Regions from separate parts of the Mus musculus genome. Here region 1 is linked to region 2. A link is a contact called in public promoter capture Hi-C data. All regions are on one chromosome and are shown on one strand. The core of a region is the stretch at or near the end of the contact, and the rest is flanking DNA. Distances in the headings are between cores, read along the strand shown.

Region 1 (3,435 bases), core at 436-2,935, 2.1 Mb after region 2:
CTTTGCTGAGTAAATCTCCCATTTGCCCAAGCAAGGGACCAGACCTGCCGTCTCTTGTGTCTGTTTAAACTTTCCAAAGTGTAACCTGGGGCTGGAGCCTGAAAGATTTATGTGAAATGCATAAGCCTAAAATGTAAGCTAACAACATCTTCTCTATAAGGCCTCCTCCCTGAGCATTAGACACACACACACACACACACACACACACACTATCATTAAAAACCATTTCCATTATTAATCCCTCAGTGTGCAGTGATTTCTCTGTGGCTGGGCATGGGAATCCTGTTAATCCTCTGTGTACTGAACCACCTTGATGGTCCAATTGAGTCAAAATTCTTAATTCTCAGCCAGCATGAAACGCAAAGCCAGTCCTAGGGGGACCCCTTTCCCTCCAGAGTCCTCTTCTGTCTTTGTATCCTGACTCATCTTCCTGACTCTTATCCACAGCCAGGGGAGACTAGCACAGGAATAGAGCTGTACTGGGTAAAGCAGTTCTCACTGTGGCCAAGTGCTGGGACAGTTGCTGCACAAATGACACTGATCTTGCTTTTGTCTGAGAGAATCACGAAATGTCCCTGCGTGGCCTTATTTTTTCGTGGTCTTACAATGGTCTGGTCAGAGGTGGGTATTATATATATATTTTTTTTAATTAGGTATTTTCTTCATTTACATTTCAAGTGCTATCCCAAAAGTCCCCCATACCACCCCCCCCTACCCACTCACTCCCACTTCTTGGCCCTGGTGTTCCCCTGTACTGAGGCATATAAAGTTTACAAGACCAAGGGGCCTCTCTTCCCAATGATGGCCGACTAGGCCATCTTCTGCTACATATGCAGCTAGAGACATGAGCTCTGGGGGTACTGGTTAGTTCATATTGTTGTTCAGAGGTGGGTATTTTTAAGGGCTTCATGCCTCAGGAGGGAATCTCAGCCTATGTTTTAAGATCCAGACCAACTTCTGGTTGCTCTATGTAATTTCTCAAAAGCTTTGACCACCTTTATAACTCAGACCTCCACATTTATGTTGCCTGTGTCTCACATTGCTCCCTCTACAAAAACAAAATACAAAGTGCCACTAGACTGGATAACAAAAGACATAAAGTGCATAGTCTGCCTAGAAAGAACACTTCAGAACAAGCTTCCTGATCGGCAGCTGGCCCTTTGAGAGAATCCCCTCTCCACCTCCCTAGTCAGGGCTTAATTGTTTTCTCTATAGCCCCGAGGTGAGCCCTAGGCAACAAGACACCACTTTTGCTCACAACCATTCTAGCACTTGGGAGGTTCCTGATCCAGTATTCAAAGCCAGCCAGGGCGGCATACTTTGAAGGTCAGTCCCCGCTGGGTGGTGGACCTTGTGTCAAAACCAAACCACACCCAAACTAAGTCTCGTTAATACTCTAAAGATTTATCCTAAATAACAAATTCGTATGTTGAACTCCAAATTATAAGCATAATTTGGGTTGTATCTTTAAAAAATTACCTTAACTATCAAATTGGCCCACAGCCAATTTGAAGGCTGCTCGCCCGCATTAGGAACCTCAATGTATGAAATACACGCACGAGCAGCGCCCGTAGAATGAGAGTGAGAAAAACGAGGAGCTCCACACCCTCCACTGACAGCAGGGCCCGCGCAGATTTCAAAAAAGGAAGCCGAGCGGGCGGGCCCGGAAATGGAGGCAGGCTGGTGGCCCCGGTTGGCGGGCCCCTCGGCGCCACTTCCGGCAGGGCGCGACCATGGCCGGAGGTCGGGACCGCGGGGACTTGGCGGCCAGGCAGCTAGTGTTCCTACTTCCAGGTAAACGCGGGAGGCGCGTGGGCCTAGGTCGCTGGTGGCGGCAGCGGCAGCGCGGGTTTTTTTTTTTTCCCAGGCCAGCACCGGTCCGCAAGGTCCTAGCGAGCGCGGACCCGGATTCGGTGCCCCGCGCTTTGCTAAGCATCCTGGTCACGTGTCACAACACGCGGGAAAACTCCAAACCCGGAAGCGACGGCAGCGTTTGCGCGGATTCCCTGGGGCGGGTCCAGCCACTCGGCCTGCGGCGGGCAGCGGGGGTCCCGGGACTCTGCTGTCCCCTGGGAGTTACTGGATCTCTGTAGCTCAGCGTCTAGAATCTTACCAGCTCCAAACCAGAGGTCGCAGTAGTCCCATGCTGAGCCGCTCTGCTGCTCTGGAAAGGCAAGGGTGGCCAGGCATAAGGGAGCCTGGATGGGGTTTATGTGAGCGTGGTTTGAAACAATTCCAGGACATGGTGACAGTCAAAAATCCCAGAACCAGGCCACTCAGTGTCCCTGTAGATGATGACCAGCTATCAGGGCATGTGGTGGCATGCGACAGCCATTGCCATATGAGGAGGGCAAGTGAAATAAATTTGGGTTAGGGAATGCAAGCCAGAAACACTCTGTCATTTTACAATGATACATTTGATGTTAGAATACGCGTGAAGAAGGAAACTTCCCAGTCACTTTAATTTTGAGTTTTAGTTTAGCAAATGCAGAGCATTTTTACAGCAAATATATTTCACCAGGGTATAGATATCCAGTGATGATAATTTTTATAATCTTTATGTAACGACCTGACACTTACTTTGGATACACAGCTTCTCTCCTGTGTAAAAAGTTAAACACATTCAAGTGTATGGATTTTGGGTTTGCAGCTCACTCAACTGAACCCTGTATGCTGCTGACCAAGAAGAGTAGCTTTCCAGCTAGCAGCTCATACACCCGTCTTCTAGAGAACCCCAGGCTTTCTGTCATCAAATTAGTTTTGCCTGCTTGGACCCCTGTGACTTTTGTATCTGTCTTCCTTCCCTCCGTACCACGTCTGCCAGATCCATCCATGGCTGTTCCATGGGTTTTGTTGGCTGGTTCTTAAAAATTGCTTCTGGTTTGCTGTATGCATATCAATGCTACTACTCTCCGGAGGATGGATGGCATTAGGTGTTCCTCCTGGTTTGCACCTAGTAGGAGTTACACCTCTGGCAGCATTCTTTTGAGGCTGTTGGTGGACATTGGCATTCATTTCTTCGGAGTGTCTGTATCCTGGAGTGGAAGCTGCTTTTGGGTGCTTGTTGGGTTAGCTTTAGTTCTGCAGAATGGTTTTCTGAAGTGGTTGATACGGCTTCGTCCTGACTCCAGCTGCCTATGATGAGTCCAGTTAAGCCGTAACCTCACTGATAGTGCTTGGTAAAGCAGCTAGTGAGAATTCCTGGTGTTGGTGAGCCATCAGAAGGCTAGCTGAACACCTTAGTTTAGCTGGGAGAGGGGAGAGCCTCCTTTCACCCTTCTGTTACATCAGTATATTTGATTTTTGTAGTAGGATCCCTAATCATTCTTTTTGCAATCAAACATGTTAATACTATATAGTAGTTTGCAATAATTTGAGGGGTTTTGTTTTGTTTTGTTGGCTGTTTCACTGACATTAATTTCCTTCTTAAAGTGT
Region 2 (3,548 bases), core at 688-3,187:
CTGCAATTTAAACACTTAAAACGAATACTTTCAATAGGAAGGCAAGTAGCAGACGATGTCTAGTAAGCAGAGTGTCACAGTGACAAAGGAGCTTCTTAAAGAACTAGAATGCAGTTACAAATGATGAGTAAAGGCAGGAGTACTCTGTTGTGTTAGTCTCCCATGACTTAAAACTAAAAGTACTTTATTTCATTTTATATATATAAAATATATGATATATATTTATATAATATATATACTATTTATATATTTTGTCTTGTTTTGTTTTTCGAGACAGGGTTTCTCTGTGTAGCCCTGACTGTCCTGGAACTCACTTTGTAGACCAGGCTGGCTTGGAACTCAGAAATCTGCCTGCCTCTGCTTCCAGAGTGTTGGGATTAAAGGCGTGCACCACCACTTCCCAAACTATCCCTCCATTTTAAATTTAAAACTTGGTAGCTCACAGTGGGCCTTAACTCCAGTGTGGTGTGGTGTGGTAGTGGTGGTGGTTGGGGGGGGGGGGTGTCTGACGGACTCTTCTGGTATTTAAGGGCAATGCACAGCCATGATGCACAGATGCAAGCAGAACACCCACACACATTAAATAAAAATAATTAAAATCTTTAAAAAAAAAAGAACTAAGTAAGATACACCATTAAAAACGACAAACCTAAAGCCAGTTAATCGATGACACAAGAAAACAAGGTGAAAGTTAAAAGAGACAGCAGAGCACACCGTCGCCTGTGTCTCGACAACATAGGTAGTGAAGATTAAGAAAGCATATGCAAAAATGGGACTTAACTGGGGCAGTCTGATTGTACTGTTATTTTGGATTTGCTGTATCTAACGGGGGCTGTTAAGAGAGAGAGAGAGAGAGAGAGAGAGAGAGAGAGAGCGAGCTTTCTTTGAGACATTAAGCCTATAGGTCTTGTTATGCCTCGGGAGATACCTGTCCTTCGAGTACACATTTCCTCATTTGATCAACTCTTTACCAAAGGCCGAGTCTGAGTGATTAATGCTTTCAGTGAAATAGCTTTTTGGAATCCCTAGCTACTCATCTGTCACTACCGGAATCTATTACACAAACTGAAGAATATACCACTTAAGCTTGCAGTGAACGGAAAAGATCATGTGGTGGATGGTTATAACACAAAATGCTTTGCGATGCTATGCTAATCTGTATAGGGCACAAAATAACTATGATACAATACATGCCATAAAAATGTTAAAAAGACAGAAGGGGGTCCTGTGGCACAAAGGCTTGAAACAAACAAAAAATCATAAATCCAATGCATCGTAACGTTCAAAACCGAAATCTAAACCACCCGGGGATATTTTTTTTAACTTACATCCTACCTATTTTTCTGTTCCTAAAAGCCAGCAACAAGCTGTCATTCATTCAACACTCATTCTATCCCTGAACCCGAGGGGTCGCGTAGGCGTAGCCGCGACTCCAGGCCGCTTCCCGCAGTCGGGCCCACTCCGCGTCGTCGCGGCGCGACCGGGGACTGCAGAGCCTCGGCGGCAGGGGTCCACAGCCCACTGCGCGGCTCGTAGGGAAGCCTAGCAGCCTGAAGGCAGGCCTCGATGTGCAGACCTCCGCGGGGAAGCACCAGGGTCCCCTGCTAGGCGGCACCATTACCTAGACGCGACGGTCCCGAAGGAGAAGCCGCTGCCCGCTCCGGTCCCGCCGGGGGCCACAGTGGTGGAGCCGAGGGTCCCAGACCCGAAGGAGAACCCCGTGGCCATGGCGGCCCTTGGCGCGAAGGCGTCAGCTAGGGTGGAGAGGCCTAGGACGCTTCTGTCCCTTCACTGCCGAAGAGGGACGTGCCACATAGCTGGTGCCCAGCGGGTACCGGGTGGGAAACAACCCCAAGCGGCGGTGCGGCAAGGCGAGGGCGGAGTGGGCGGAGCCACAGGCGAACGCATGCGCGACACCGCCCGCGCGCCGAACGCACTAGAAGCGCGCCCGCCGCGCAGGGAACCCTGGGATCGGAGTGGAAGCGGTACTCGTGTGAGGCCGGGCGGATGAGGTAAGGTGGGCGCCCCGCCTACTCGCTTAAAGCGCTAAGCCCCTGAAGTGCCCGGAGAGTCTCGCGGGATTTCGTGCTTTACTTCCTGAATGAAGGCCCTGGAGTGCGGCTTCGGTCCGGCCTCCTGTCAAAAGCCATGCGTAGAGTTCTAGAGTTGGAGAAGACCTTGGTCGTCACCTCACATTCCTCCAAGGGGACGTCTGAGTTTCATTTGGGTGTCGCTGCACCCGAGAAAAAAAGAGGGTGTCTACCTTTTGAGGGTCCAGAAATGTACGGGTTTTAAGTCGCACACGCTTCCGGTCAGCACCCCATGGTACTGCACGCTTGTGCTTCCTGCACGGAGGGTTCAGCGGGGCGGCGTGACACTGCCAGGCTCCTCTGCCTCCGAGTCTGAGGTCAGGACACTGTGCCCCAAATCCTAGTGGACGGTGAATGGGATGGGTGCCGTTCTTGGGGACCTTCCCTGAAGACTGCTTCCTGGCTATGTGGCTTTCCCATAACTTGGGGTATTTACGAGAGGAACTGCGAATTGGAAAGTGTAAGGACAGGGATGAGCGATCTGGCTGGAGAGCTGGCTCAGCACCGACTGCTCTTCCAGAGATCCTGAGTTCAATTTCCTAGCAACCACATGGTGGCTCACAACCATCTGTAAAGGGATCTGATGTCCTCTTCTGGTGTGTCTGAAGACAGCTACAGTGCACTCATACATAAAATAAATAAATCTGAAAAAAAAAAAAAACCCAGAGGGATGTAAATTAGAATGTACGGGCACCCGGAGCAACGTGGGCACCAAGAAATGCTTCTTAGCGGTGGTCTGGGGACACTGCCATCATATCATGGTTCTTTAATTCTCTGGCAGGAATTGGCATACTATTCCTGCAAGTGCGTTGACCAGCTGCCAAGTTTTGTTCGATGAAATTGATCCCATCATCAGACCCCTCAGATTTATGCTAAAGCACAATCCTCCCCATGGTAGTGATTCGAACAAAAGCCCAACGGTCTCTGAGTCTGGCCCTCAGTGCCCTTTATATGACAAATCCTTGGCACTTCTTTTCTCACAGCTCCCCCACAATTCAGCACTTGTTTTGTGTTGACCTTGAGCATTGCTACCTGCAGTTGGCTGAACCGGAACACCCTCCAGATTCATTGTAGAGCCCTGTCCTCTCCCCCAAATACTCATAGTGATGAAAACTCTGTTCCTCGCCATTTCCCTTTGGCAGGTCACAAAAGTTAGATGACGTCAAAAGGTGTGTTTGGCACATGATGTCATGTCAGCCATGAGCCATGCAAACTACAATAAGGAGTAACCTGGCAAGATATCTTTATTGGTGCAGTAGTGGCATGAATGTCCCAGTAAACTTTCCTTTTAACTGGAAAAAAAAAAACAAAAACAAAAAACCTAAGAGGAACCCAGATTTTTATTGAAAGGCTCCAAAACTTGAAAATACCAACATAAAATTAGCAAGAGCTACATGTCTGGCTCTGAGGACTCATAAGGTCAGTGAGAAAGGATGATTATTTTAAAATATAGTAGAG

The links. Promoter capture Hi-C pulls out the DNA fragments that hold promoters and counts their contacts.
Region 1: a promoter capture Hi-C map of pre-B cells shows a contact between it and region 2, with 3 times the contacts expected there. The contact joins the promoter of Rnaseh2b here to the promoter of Nupl1 in region 2. A contact is called at or near these places in 2 of 39 promoter capture datasets (liver and pre-B cells).

Annotation. Positions count from the first base shown.
Region 1 is chr14:62,330,383-62,333,817 of GRCm38.p6, forward strand. It overlaps Rnaseh2b (ribonuclease H2, subunit B), which reads left to right and starts at 1,686. Exons shown (of 11, transcript NM_026001.3): 1 at 1,686-1,794. The coding sequence starts at 1,734. It overlaps Gm41173 (a long non-coding RNA gene), which reads right to left and starts at 1,673. Exons shown (of 2, transcript XR_874686.3): 1 at 1,480-1,673.
Region 2 is chr14:60,249,542-60,253,089 of GRCm38.p6, forward strand. It overlaps Nupl1 (nucleoporin like 1), which reads right to left and starts at 1,938. Exons shown (of 15, transcript NM_170591.2): 1 at 1,622-1,938. The coding sequence starts at 1,728. It overlaps Gm38641 (a long non-coding RNA gene), which reads left to right and starts at 1,933. Exons shown (of 3, transcript XR_874661.1): 1 at 1,933-2,012.